Linked DNA regions of Oncorhynchus mykiss: region 2 is linked to region 1. Evidence: chromatin contacts called from public Hi-C data. All regions are on one chromosome and are shown on one strand. The core of a region is the stretch at or near the end of the contact, and the rest is flanking DNA. Distances in the headings are between cores, read along the strand shown.

Region 1 (6,393 bases), core at 2,787-5,286:
TTTTTCTTTATTTTGACAATTTTCTACATTGTAGAATAATAGTGAAGACATCAAAACTTTGAAATAACACATGGAATCATGTAGTAACCAAAAAAGTGTTAAACAAATCAAAATATAGTTTATTTGAGATTATTCAAATAGACACCCTTTGCAATGATGACAGCTTGGCACACTTGGCATTTTCTCAACCAGCTTCACCTGGAATGCTTTTCCAACAGTCTTGAAGGAGTTCCCACACATGCTGAGCACTTGTTGGCTACTTTTTCTTTTACTCTGTGGTCCGACTCATCCACACCATCTCAATTTGGTTGAGGTCGGGTGATTGTGGAGGCCAGGTTATCTGATGCAGCCCTCCATCCCTCTCCTTGGTCAAATAGCCCTTACACAGCCTGGAGGTGTGTTGGGTCATTGCGCTGTTGAAAAAAAAAATGATAGTCCCAAAAAGCGCAAACCAGCTGGGATGGAGTATCGCTGCAAAATTTTGTGGTAGCCATGCTGGGTAAGTATGCCTTAAATTCTAAATGAATCACAGATGGTGTCACCAGCAAAGCACCATCCCACCTCCATTCTTCACGGTGGGAACTATACATGCGGAGCTCATCTGTTCACCTACCCTGCGTCTCACAAAGACACAGCGGTTGGAACCAACAATCTCATGTGGACTCATCAGACCAAAGGACAGATTTACACCAGTCTGTCCTTTTCTTCGTGTTTCTTGGCCCAAGCAAGTCTCTCCTTGTTATTGGTGTGGTTTAGTAGTGGTTCCTTTGCAGCAATTTGACCGTGAAGGTCTGCTTTCTCAGTCTCCTCTGAACAGTTGATGTTGCGATGTCTGTTACTCTGTAGCATTTATTTTGGCTGCAATCTGAGGTGCAGTTAACCATAATGAACGTATCCTCTGCAGCAGAGGTAAAACAAAGGAGATGGTCGAAGACTACTGTTCCACTACGGGGTTGTAGTGGAGAAGGTTTAGAGCTTCAATTTCCTTGATGTCCATCCCCAACAAACTATCATGGTCCAAACACAACAAGACAGTGGTTAAGAGGGCATGACGATGCCTATTCCCCCTCAACCGACTGAAATTATTTGGCATGGGTCCCCACATCCTCAAAGTTCTACAGCTGCACCATCGAGAGCATCACCGCCTGGTATGACAACTGCTCGACCTCAGACTGCTAGGCACTACAGAGGGTCGTGCGTATGGCCTAGTACATCACTGGCCACTCTTCCTGTCATCCGGGACCTCTATACAAGGCGGTGTCAGAGGAAGGCCCTAAAAATGGCTTAAGAATCCAGCCACCCTAGTCATACTGCCCCCCCCCACCATTACCTCGACTAACCTGGCGCCCCGCACATTGACATTGTACCGGTACCTCCTGTATATAGCCTTGCTACTGTGATTTTATTGTTGCCCTTTAACTATGTTTCTTATTACATTTTATTTTACTTCAGTTTATTTTAGAAAATCAGATCTTAACACTTTATTGTTGGTTAAGGGCTTATTAGTAAGCATTTCACTAAGGTCTACACCTGTTGTATTCGGTGCATGTGACATACAGTTTGATTTGAACTGATTTGAGTCTTCCTTTTCTGTGGCGATCCTCATGAGCCAGTTTCATCATAGCGCCTGATGGTTTTTGTGACTGCACTTGAAGAAACGTATCAAAGTTCTTGACATTTTCCGCATTGACTGACCTTCATGTCTTAAAGTAATGGTGGACTGTTTCTCTTTGCTTATTTGAGCTGTTCTTGCCATAATATGGACTTGGTCTTTTAGCAAATATATTGGCTCAAATGCATTACGAAGGAAAGAAATTCCACAAATGAGCTTTTTGAGAAGGCACACCTGTTAATTGAAATGCATTCCAGGACTACCTCATGAAGCTGGTTGAGAGAATGCCAAGAGTGTGCAAAGCTGTCATCCAGGCAAAGGGTGACTACTTAGAAGAATCTCATATATTTATAACACTTCTTTGGTTACTACATGATTCCATATGTGTTATTTCAAAGTTTTGATGTCTTTACTACTATTCTACAATGTAGAAAATAGTAAAAATAAAGGAACCCTTGAATGAGTAGGTGTCAACTTTTGACTGGTACTGTAAGTGCTGAAAACAATGTCTCCCTATTTAAAGAAAAAAAGATGGGAGAACAAGATATGAATGAAAATTATTGGAGTTTTGGTACAGACAACTAGCGCACCCTTGGTTTTCCTGTATAGGTTACTGTTTGCCATCTGTGTGCATTTTAAAAAAAAACAGTAAACAGATGTACAATTTCAGTATGGAATTATCATTTAAAGGCACGCTCTGATATAGACTTCCAACATTAAACTAATATTTGCAGAATATCTTTACATCATTATCAGGCCACGTCTGTGTCTGGCCACGTCCTGCCCATGCAGTTGCTCCCTCTGCCCAGTAGGTGAGGCCGCAGGTCCAGGGAGGGACACTGTCCAAAATGCAGGGTGCCCCAGTGGGCTGTTGAACTGCCAGGACTCCTGTAGGATGTAGACCCAACAGCAGCTGCAGAGCAAACTGAGATGAATGGGGATTAAGCATAAAGCAGGCACTTTGTTGGACCTTTTACAGTGTGGCGTAATGGAGACATTGCATGTTCAGGATTTAACCAGGAGGTTGCATGTTCAAATACCCAAAATTCATCGCTGTCAATGAATGGGAAAAGACATTGGCACTGCGCCAGTGTTCACCCAGCTGTGTGAATACAAAATATGTAAATTTGTATAATGTAATTTGCTCAGGATAAGGTCTGCAAAGTGCATGAATAACCTCTTTTGTAAAATCAACTCTAACATAATGCACATAGCAATTTGCGCCCATTTTATTGCTTGTGATTAGGCTACCTTGACAGGAGTTTATTGAAATGATTTAGAATATTTGCTGCTTTGTGTTAAGGTGAAACGGAGCCACTGCTCGCCCCAGAGCATTTATCGTTTTTGATTTGTTGATGAAACTGAGAGGAGCATCTGGCAACAAAAATGTGCAGTTCCTCTGCTGTTATATCGTGCATGCAATGTCTGAGGGAAATGAACTGTCAGTAGTTTGAAGTAACTTCTGTTGTAATATTGCAAACGGACGTGGCATATTCACCAAGTATGGAATCCAGCATTTTTTTAAAGGCTAATTGGAATAAAGAGAATAAGATTTTCATTTATGTTGGGCAGAACCCTAGATGGATGAAATCAGACCTCCCATGGTGAAATCCCCTTGTAAAAATGTATGTAATGGATATAATAGCTATACTAGAGATCAAGGAAGCAACGACTAAGGTTTTATTTATTTTGCGACCTAAGAAATAGACCATCATACATAAGCAGGGAGAAATTTACACAAGTAATTTAGAATGTGTTTTCACATTCACACGGTGATGAAATGACTAAGTAACCTATTGATTTAGAAAGACGGCACATATTGACACTGTCCATTTGTCCACTCACCAGCTCAATGACCCCAGGTGAGACTGGGGGCCAGAATGGCTATTGCAGCGCTATGCCTCTCCTCCGCCATCCCCAGGGGAGTGTGGGTATTGTAGTGTGTCTCTCGTCTCTGCAGACCCCAGGCTGCATGACTCATTCCATTAACAGCTCTGCGAGTGCTTTTCGGTGGAGGCAAACTGACTCCCTCACCTTCCCCCCTCAAAGCAAAACAATTTTCCACATTTCAGACACTGTCTTTAGCAACTCGATTTTTTTTTGCGATTAAAAAGAGTTTTAATGGTAGTCAGGAGTGGAATAATGTAGAATCATTGGTCATCTCTGTTTATCATGGTGGTAGTCGGGGAGGGAGAGTTGCAAATGGAGGTAGCCCAAATGCTTATTTGGCCTGTGCGTAACAACTAATCTTGACTGGCAGATCACCTACTCTGTCATTGCCTGACTAAGCAAAATTGGAGTCAAACTAACATTACTGAATTACTTATGACTGAATGAATGCTGGCCATGCTATCGGCAGTGGCCAGGAGTGTGAGGAGTTATGGATACCAGGATCCTTGAACTGCAGCTGACTAACTCCTGTTAATTTGTGACTATTGCAGTGGGATTGATTTGGAGAAGGGGAGGAGCCTACCGATCCACCATACCTCTGGACTAAAGTCATGGCCGACTCCGAAGACCCACTTTAGAACCTTCAGCCCATTCCCAAACACAAGCAAATACACCCTCGCCTAAGGCTTTATCATCCTAATTCTTATTACCTTCAACTTGACTGAGTTTTGGAACAACAAAGATCACTAACACAATCATCTCTGGCTTCTCCGTTCATCATTTCTGCTAACACCACAGGTAAGTCTGGTTCTTTCCTCCAGCTTTTTTTCCCTTCATAAAATGCCAAAGAAGCCCACCCCCCGTGACCTCTTACCCCTCTGATCCTGTCCATGAACTCCCCTCAGGGCATTACTCATGTGTTGTGATTTCCTTGAGTAATTTACAAGTTTGTTTGACGACAGGAAACCAGCATCTCAAAGTCCGGTGCTTCGTGGTGGCTGTATGGTTCACCATTAAACTTTTATTACTTTTATCTTAAAGAAGTCGGCAAACTGGAGTGATAATTCTGAATTATCTCCAGTAGTAGGATGTGTTTATGGGTCTCTTAAACAATATACTTTTTTTTAAGGCTTGCTCTCATGATTCCAGTTGAAGTTCCTCTACACATGGGCTATCCTATATCAGAATAAATCCTAACAACAACAACATCAACTACCTGTGGATTCTCTTACTGGCTGCTCTCTTCTCCAATCTCTTTCTGTCTATATTTAGAACCGCTGACGACTGACCAGACCTTTATTAACCTCCCATCCCCCTAATGACGTCTTTGAATGTCACTGGGTGCCGTGGCAACCCTGACTGCTCTGTGAAAGGCCTGGAGGGTTGTCTGCTCATTGGACAGTGTACTAGAGCGAACATGACTTTTTTTTTTTTTTTTTTTGTGCAATGAGTATGAGTCGTAAGTAGCTTGTGTGTAGCTCGTATCTTTGGAGATATATAATGTGTGTTGTCTTTCTTTTTAATAGCATTTGAAGCAGTAGGGCAGGAAAGTCTTCCGATCTGTATTTTTGTCGTTCATTACAAAAAATATGAAGTTTGAAATGAAATACCTTTTTCCAATGCAGTGCCTTCAAAGTATTCATATCCCTTGACTTATTCCACATTTTGTTGTTGGACTGAAATCAAAATATATATTTCATCCATTTATTTTTTGTCATCCATCTACACACAATACCCCATAAGTGTTCGCATTTGAACCATTTCATTTCGGTCTACCCGGTGGACCTGGAGATCTGTTGCTAAATTGAGCTGGCCAATCTGATAGCTCAAATCAGTGCCTACAAGTTTGATACGAGTCTACATGATATTTCATAACTTCTAAACATGACCAGAGAGAGACGGTCAAATAATACAGCAAAGAGCTGCTGTTTTTATAAGGGACTTCATGTTGAATTCTTTTTTTTATTCAGTACTGTCACATTTTTATTCCAAACTCCTACTCGCGCTGCAATGAGTGAGTAGCCGAGTGTATCGATAGCCTTGAGTTTTTGTTATTAGCAGTTTGTCGTGTCTATTTGAATATTTCACTTTCTCTGGTCATAGGAACAGCATTAATTTGTGCTTGAGGCAGATGGGGAAACTCCAGACGCACCACATCAGGTGGAAGACTGTCCCATCTCCTCTGGTGAGACTGACCAGAGAAAGGAAGGAGAGAGCAGGGACCACGAGAGGCTGACCCTCTGCTGCTCTTTCCCTCCCTCTGCTGAGACTAATGCTGTGTTCAAAACTGCTAGGAACTTGGGCATCTACGACTTCAATGCACTCAAGCCCACTGGGAACTCGGAATAAAACGAGATCTGACTGAAAAATATTATGGGGAATAAAATTGGTCATCCAAGGTGGAAACTCGGGCATCTTTCTTGAGCCCTGACTTTCCCACCTGAACATCACTGATGTTGTGATTTTACGTTCACAGTTGTCTTAATCACCATCAGATGCAGGTAGCTTACCATCTGTCCAGTAAAATAAATATTCTAATTCAATTTATTCTCCGCTGTGGCTCGCAAGTGCTACACCAAATTATTTATTTTGTTATCAAAGCTCGAGTTTTTAAATATGTGGTCTGAGAAGAACAATATTGGCAGGCATATGCTGTGATAATGTATTAGGCCTGCCTAACTGCACAAACCTGATTCCTACAGAACAGTTTTTATTAGGTTAATGTTTTAAAAAATATATAAGTAGATCTCAGCATACTTTATTTTTTAATGCAAACGTGATCTTTACTCAAGGTTGGTGACCATGGCCTCAACTACAACAATTTGATACCACGAAATTGGGGAGAAAAAGGGGTAAAAAAAAAAAAAATATTGCACAATCCAGGTGTGAAA
Region 2 (6,652 bases), core at 461-2,960, 75 kb after region 1:
ACTTCCTTTTACATGTGGCTATGTTGTGGGGGGTGCTTGCAGTACATGTGACTACTGTGACCTTGTTTTATGTTTTGATGTAGATCATTGACCATTTGAGATTTGGTGCATAGTTTTGTACCTCCACCTTGTATGGCATATAGAAGGGTTATTGGGCTGTCCTGTGGGTGAGATGGCATGACAGAATTACCCTTTTTCTTTAATTGAACTGATGTGTGTTTTGGAGGTCAGAGCTTTTTTCCTGTGGGTATATTGGAGGGGCAGCAAAAAAAACAACACTCAAATCAAGAAAGTCTACTCTGAATAAAGGAATGTTTTTGTGTGTTGCCTTAGACAAAACAACTACTACAAGTGGCAACCATGCAAATATGTTCTGTCTAAACAGATACTGGAAGACATCCAAGTTTGTAAATTATATCGACTTATCCACCATTGAAGATAGCTTTATTGTTGCTGCCACACTATTTTGCTATTCAGTAAATAATGTATATTTATTGATATTTCATACGTTGTGTATATGTAGTGACCTATGATCGTCAAGGTTCAAAGAGTAATTGTATATTTTTTGACTTTGGAAAGAGAAGTGTGTCTCTTACATTGTCCTTCCACTGCGCTGGTGTTTCAATCTCCACTTTCTGTGGTTGGATGTTTGAATATGTGACCGTCTTTTACCTTATATTTTAAATATATTCTTTCTCTCTTCTGGTCATAACTAATGCAGACGTTTTGAATTGATCAAAGCACATTCCTTAATTTCATGTGTTCTTTCAAATGCTTTCCTGTTGCGACAATACAAATGTGTTTATACTAATTGCTACTCACGTGTATAAGTGCATATATGTGTACACATGTGCAATACACGCTATTTGAACAATCTATTACTGTGACTATTATGGATGAAAATCGCTGTCCCCAAGAATTTTTTTCATGAGTTGCATTGTGCACAACGCCACCTTGTGGGTTAGCAAGGATCTTAAAGGGAATGTTGAGTCTGATTACTGTTTTATTTCAGGTTTTGTGTAAATTTTAAAGCCCTTTTTTATTACTCATTGTAATGTTGTGACATCCTATTTGAGTAAATATTTTTTAAAGTGGGCCTGTTAATTGTCTGAAACTCAATAAAGCGATTCACTGCTCCAATACAAAGAGGAGTAAAAATATTTAATTTACAGTGTCGGTTGTGGGATGGTTGGGGGCTGCAGGGAAAGTGCCCAGTCGGTAATCGGGCTTGTAACAGGCAAGTCAAAAGCATATCTTTAGGACTGTCCACTCCACATACCAATTTATGGTGGAAATTAAGATGAATGTGAAATGCCAACTGCTTGGATGTTTTACTCTTGTGCTAGTGATGAGGGATGTGTATGGTCAAAGCAACACTCAAATTCAGTCTCCAAAAAGTGTGAGTGAATTAACGAAATGTTTTTATGCAATATTGCAACATCTTACAATTGCCGCCGTTCATGAGCTAGTAGTCGGACTTGTTAACTGGTTGCAGTTATACACGTGCCGGGTTCAACCAGTTAGCAAGTCTGACATTAATTTATTTGACAAGGATAAAATGTATGACATTAATTGTGGCGAGAAGGACTTCTAATAAAATATTACGAGATCTGGACAATTAAAAGTCCAGATCAGTTCAACTCTGATCACACTTCCATGGGCGGTCCAATTCTTCACCTCATGACTGATTAATGATCTATGACACGTCCATCAACATTCCCTATCGATAGTCAGTGACGCCACGGCGTATATTTACGTAAATCTGGCGCTCCAGTTTCCTGGCGGAGAAGATGGCGGCTCCTGGACCGGGGGAGTATTTCAGTGTCGGCAGCCATGTCTCCTGCCTCACCTGCTTGGGGCAGCAATTGCAAGGAGAGGTCGTTGCCTTTGACTATCAGTCCAAGATGTTGACTTTGAGTATCCTTTTTACAATTTTCCGTTGTCACTAAATCGGTGGTCTTCCAGGCTGCAAGGGGCCTGGGGGTAACGGGTCGCTCATGCCAAATTGAGATCCGCGCAAGCGTAGTCAAGAGACTAGGGAGCTTACTAGCTTACTCTTGATCAAAACGTAGCTAACCACACGATTTAATACTGTTCCGTTCAGTTACTTTAAACCTTGTTACTCTCTATTTCATGTCAGGTATGGTAAGTTTAGAATCTGTATGATCTTGAGTTAATGTTTGTTGTTAGCCAGCTAGCTATCGAAGTTGGCATGGTATTGTGCCATAATGCTAGCTAACTTGCTAACACAAGCTATTGTGGTCAGCGATAGCACAGTCAGTCCTTGTATGGATCACTATCTGGCAGCTCCAAGGGGCGTTATGCCTGGCAAATTCTTAGTAACAGTTAGCATGCAGCTAGAAAAAGAGCTAACTAGCAGATCACGCTTAGAATTGTCTTATGCTCTAAAACAATGGTTATTTAAAGAACATTATTGATGGCTAGTCATGTAATGATGTAGCTAGCTACCCACCCCAAGTTAGCTTACATTGTCGAAACTGACACGCAAGGATTCACCGGTGACAGTTTAGAGAGGAGTGACTGTCCAGTTATTGGGTTAACTACTCAAGCTAACGTTAGCTAGTAGTGAGGTAGTAACTGCCTACCCAAGTACCTTGACCCATGTAAAGTGTTTTGTAGCGGACTTGGGGAAATACATTAACGTTAGCTATATGCATGTTCATAGCTGTAGCTATATTGGAAGATGTGAAATATGTTATGTGAATGTGCAGACTTGTATTTTATAACCTTTAAAATATATGTATGTATGTGTATATGTATGTATGTATGTATGTATGTATGTATATATGTCACCTTTTATTTCATTTAAGTTCTCATTTACAACTGCGACCTGGCCAAGATAAAGCAAAGCAGTATGACACAGAGTTACACATGGAATAAACAAATGTACAGTCAGTAACACAATAGAAAAAAAAGTATATATACAGTGGGCAAATTGCGTGAGGTAAGGCAATAAATAGGTCATAGTGGCGAAGTAATTACAATTTAGCAAATTAACACTGGAGTGATAGATGTGTAGATGATGTAGAAGTACTGGTGTGTAAAAGAGCAGAAAAGTAAATAAAAACATGGGGATGAGGTAGGTAGATTGGCTGGGCTATTTACAGATGGGCTGTGTACAGCTGCAGTGATTGGTTAGCTGCTCATAAAGCTGATGTTTAAAGTTAGTGAGGGAGAGAAGTCTCCAACTTCAGCTATTTTTGCAATTTGTTCCAGTCATTGGCAGCAGAGAACTGGATGGAAAGGCGGCCAAACAGGTGTTGGCTTTGGGGATGACCAGTGAGATATACCTGCTGGAGCGTGTGCTACGGGTGGGTGCTGCTATGGTGACCAGTGAGCTGAGGTAAGGCTGGGCTTTACCTAGCAAAGACTTATCGATGACCTGGAGCCAGTGGGTCTGGCGACGAATATGTAGCAAGGGCCAGCCGACGAGAGCATACAGGTCGCAGTGTTGTGGGTGGTATATGGGGCTTTGCTGACAAAATGGATGGCACTGTGATCGACTGCATCCAATTTTTTGAGTAGAGTGTTGGAGGCTATTTTATAAATTACATCGCCGAAGTCAAGGATCGGTAGGATGGTCAGTTTTACGAGGCTATATTTTGGCAGCATGAGTGAAGGATGCTTTGTTGCAAAATAGGAAGCCACTTTTAGATTTAATTTTGGATTGGAGATTCTTAATGTGAGTCTGGAAAGAGAGTTTACAGTCTAGCCAGACACCTAGGTATTTGTAGTTGTCGACATATTCTAAGTCGGAACCATCCAGAGTAGTGATGCTGGACAGGCGGGCAGTGATTGGTTGAAGAGCATGCATTTAGTTTTACTTCCTTACGGAAGAAGAGTTGTATGGCATTGAAGGTCGTCTGGAGGTTTGTTAACCTCTCTGGGATATGTGGGACAGTAGCATCCCACTTGGCCAAAAGCCAGAGAAAATGCAGAGTGCCAAATTCAAATAAATTCTTATAAAAATCAAACTTTCATGAAATCACACGTAAGATACCAAATTAAAGCTACACGGGTTGTGAATCCAGCCAACATGGCAAATTTCAAAAAGGCTTTTCGGCGAAAGCAAACGATGCTATTATCTGAGGATAGCACCTCCATAAACAAAAGGGAGAAAACATATTTCAACCCTGCAGGCGCGACACAACACGCAGAAATAAAAATATAAATCATGCCTTTGACGAGCTTCTTCTGTTGGCACTCAAACATCACAAATGGTCCTTTTTGTTCGATTAATTCCGTCCATATATATCCAAAATGTCAATTTATTTGGTGCGTTTGAGCCAGAAAAACACCGGTTCCAACTTGCCCAAAAGTTACCTGTAAACTTTGCCAAAACATTTCATACAACTATAGGTATTTTTTAAAGTAAATAATTGATCAAATTGAAGACGGGATGATCTGTGTTCAATACAGGAAGAAAACAAACTGAAGCATGCTTTCTGGTCATGCGCCTCTATCAAACAGTACACAAGAAGTGACCCCTTCAAGATGGCCGTACTTCATTACACAAAGGAATAACCTCAACCAATTTAACTGCAAGCAAGTCCCTTAGAAATCTGGATTCCCAATGAACCCATTGAAAAGAGTGACCTAAAACAACAAAAAAATCTGAATGGTTTGTCCTCTGGGTTTCGCCTGCTACATAAGTTCTGTTATGCTCAGACATGATTCAAACAGTTTTAGAGACTTCAGTGTTTTCTATCCAAATCTACTAATAATATTCATATCTTATCTTCTGGGGATGAGTAGCAGGCAGTTGAATTTGGGCATGCTTTTCATCCAAAATTCCAAATGCTGCCCCCTATCCTAGAGAAGTTAAGTGTCCAAAGAAGGGCCAGAAGTACACAGAATGGTGTCGTCTGCGTAGAGGTGGATCAAAGAATCACCAGCAGCAAGAGCGACGACATTGATGTATACAGAGAAGAGAGTCGGCCTGAGAATTGAACCCTGTAGCACCCCCATAGACTGCCAGAGGTCCGGACAACAGGCCCTCCGATTTTACACACTGAACTCTATATGAGAAGTAGTTGGTGAACCTGGCGAGGCAGTCATTTGAGAAACCAAGGCTGTTGAGTCTGCCGATAATAATGTGGTGATTGACAGAGTTGAAAGCCTTGGCCAGGTCGATGAAGACTGCTGCACAGTACTGTCTTTTATCAATGGCGGTTATATCGTTTAATACCTTGAGCGTGGCTGAGGTGCACCTGTGACCAGCTAAATTCCTTTTCAGGCCTGCACGGAGCACTGCTTAGAGAAATAGACAGTCATGAAAAGTGCTGCAGAACTCTAAGCCATTTGATTTGGACTATTTGCTCACACAGACATACATTGCAGAGCACTAAAATTCTGTTTGCCTGGTTGTGCGGGCCAATCTTTCACCTCTGCCTGGTATAGGACAGAAAGGCCCAGAGTCAGACAACTCTGTGGTAGTGGAACAACTGCAGCCACAGTCAGGGGAAAGAATGTGATTTATGTGTCTGTCAGTCAGCTGTTATCACACTGCATCAGCATTGTGGATTTCAACAGTGTGCATTCCATACCTTCACGTTCCGGTGGATGTCAAACAGGTCTCCATTACCTGGCTGGAAGGTAGTACTGCCTCATAATCCTCAGACTTTCCTCATTTGATCTTATTAAATTAGAGGTATTTTATCAGTGTCAGTTGATGACTAGCCTGGTGTACAGATCTACAATGTTACGGTTGTTAAATCTAGTCTACTTTTTTTGTGGATGTTGAGGTGCATAGAGGGTGTTTTGCCAAGGCCCAGGTCAAAGGGGACAAGTCACTCTTCAAGATGTGTATCATGTAGGCCTATTCTCTTGATATATTTTGCTTATGGAAGCACAGGTTTGAGGGTGTTTTCGGGATATCAGTTGAAGGGAAAGTTCTGTGCTTCCTTCTGTTGCATGAGGTCACAGACTGATTGTGTGAATTGTCTGTCACCAGACGATAAACCGTGTCTCAAGGGCAGTGAGCAGGCTGCTACTAGATAGTATCCTTTGAGCTTTCTTAACACAGTTGGGTGTTCGTGAAGGCTACTCTTGGCAGTTGTGCTTTGTATGCCAATTTTGTATCCGTCTAGTAGGCTATTTGCCATCTTTCGCTCCACAGTATTTCTGATATCCACATGATGAATTGTGGCTCATTTGTACCCAACCTCCTCCCTTACAAACAATGGATTGGACTCTTTGTCCCCTCACTTAAGTTAGTGGAGTTGAAAGGGGACCTGCTGGTGGAGTGCATACACCTCATGCTGTCTTCAAATCAAATGTTGTATTTGTCACATGCTTCGTAAACTGGTGTAGACTAACTGTGAAATGCTTGCTTCTTAACATCTCCTTTGAGAAGTTCTGAGTGGGCTATTCATTTTGTTTAGTTGCTGGTGGTTTGTTTGACTGCTAAGTCCTAAGCTTAGCCTATGTTTAGGACCTCTGTTCTGGGTTGTAACCGTCTGCATGGTTTCTTGGGCAAGAGGCTGTTCCTGGAGTGCCGTGGTGAACCCTGGACATGTTTCCTAGGTTATGGGGAAGCATGATCCCAGGATGTTCTGTTGTGAGGAGGCTGTTGAACTTGAATGGCAGAATAGAGGGGGTGGGAGGGGGGTGAAAAAGAGGAAGATGTTCC

What was found. A called contact is a pair of places that touch in the nucleus more often than the background predicts.
Region 2: a contact with region 1 is called in a Hi-C map of liver, with 3 times the contacts expected there. The contact joins the promoter of LOC110486402 here to the enhancer-like site in region 1. A contact is called at or near these places in 2 of 3 Hi-C or Micro-C datasets (blood and liver).

Annotation. Positions count from the first base shown.
Region 1 is chr13:42,054,700-42,061,092 of USDA_OmykA_1.1, forward strand. The region is part of intron 1 of hdac5 (histone deacetylase 5); the gene reads left to right. Among protein-coding and RNA genes, the nearest start is that of hdac5, 11 kb to the left of the region's middle. Within about 2 kb of position 4,037, at least 2 of the 11 cell types and tissues checked have an H3K27ac peak or open chromatin away from gene starts, as enhancers often do. A contact at or near this core is called in liver, where this site is marked.
Region 2 is chr13:42,131,919-42,138,570 of USDA_OmykA_1.1, forward strand. It overlaps LOC110486402 (protein LSM12 homolog A), which reads left to right and starts at 1,711. Exons shown (of 5, transcript XM_021557973.2): 1 at 1,711-1,917. The coding sequence starts at 1,791. It overlaps hdac5 (histone deacetylase 5), which reads left to right. Exons shown (of 25, transcript XM_021557972.2): 25 at 1-1,160.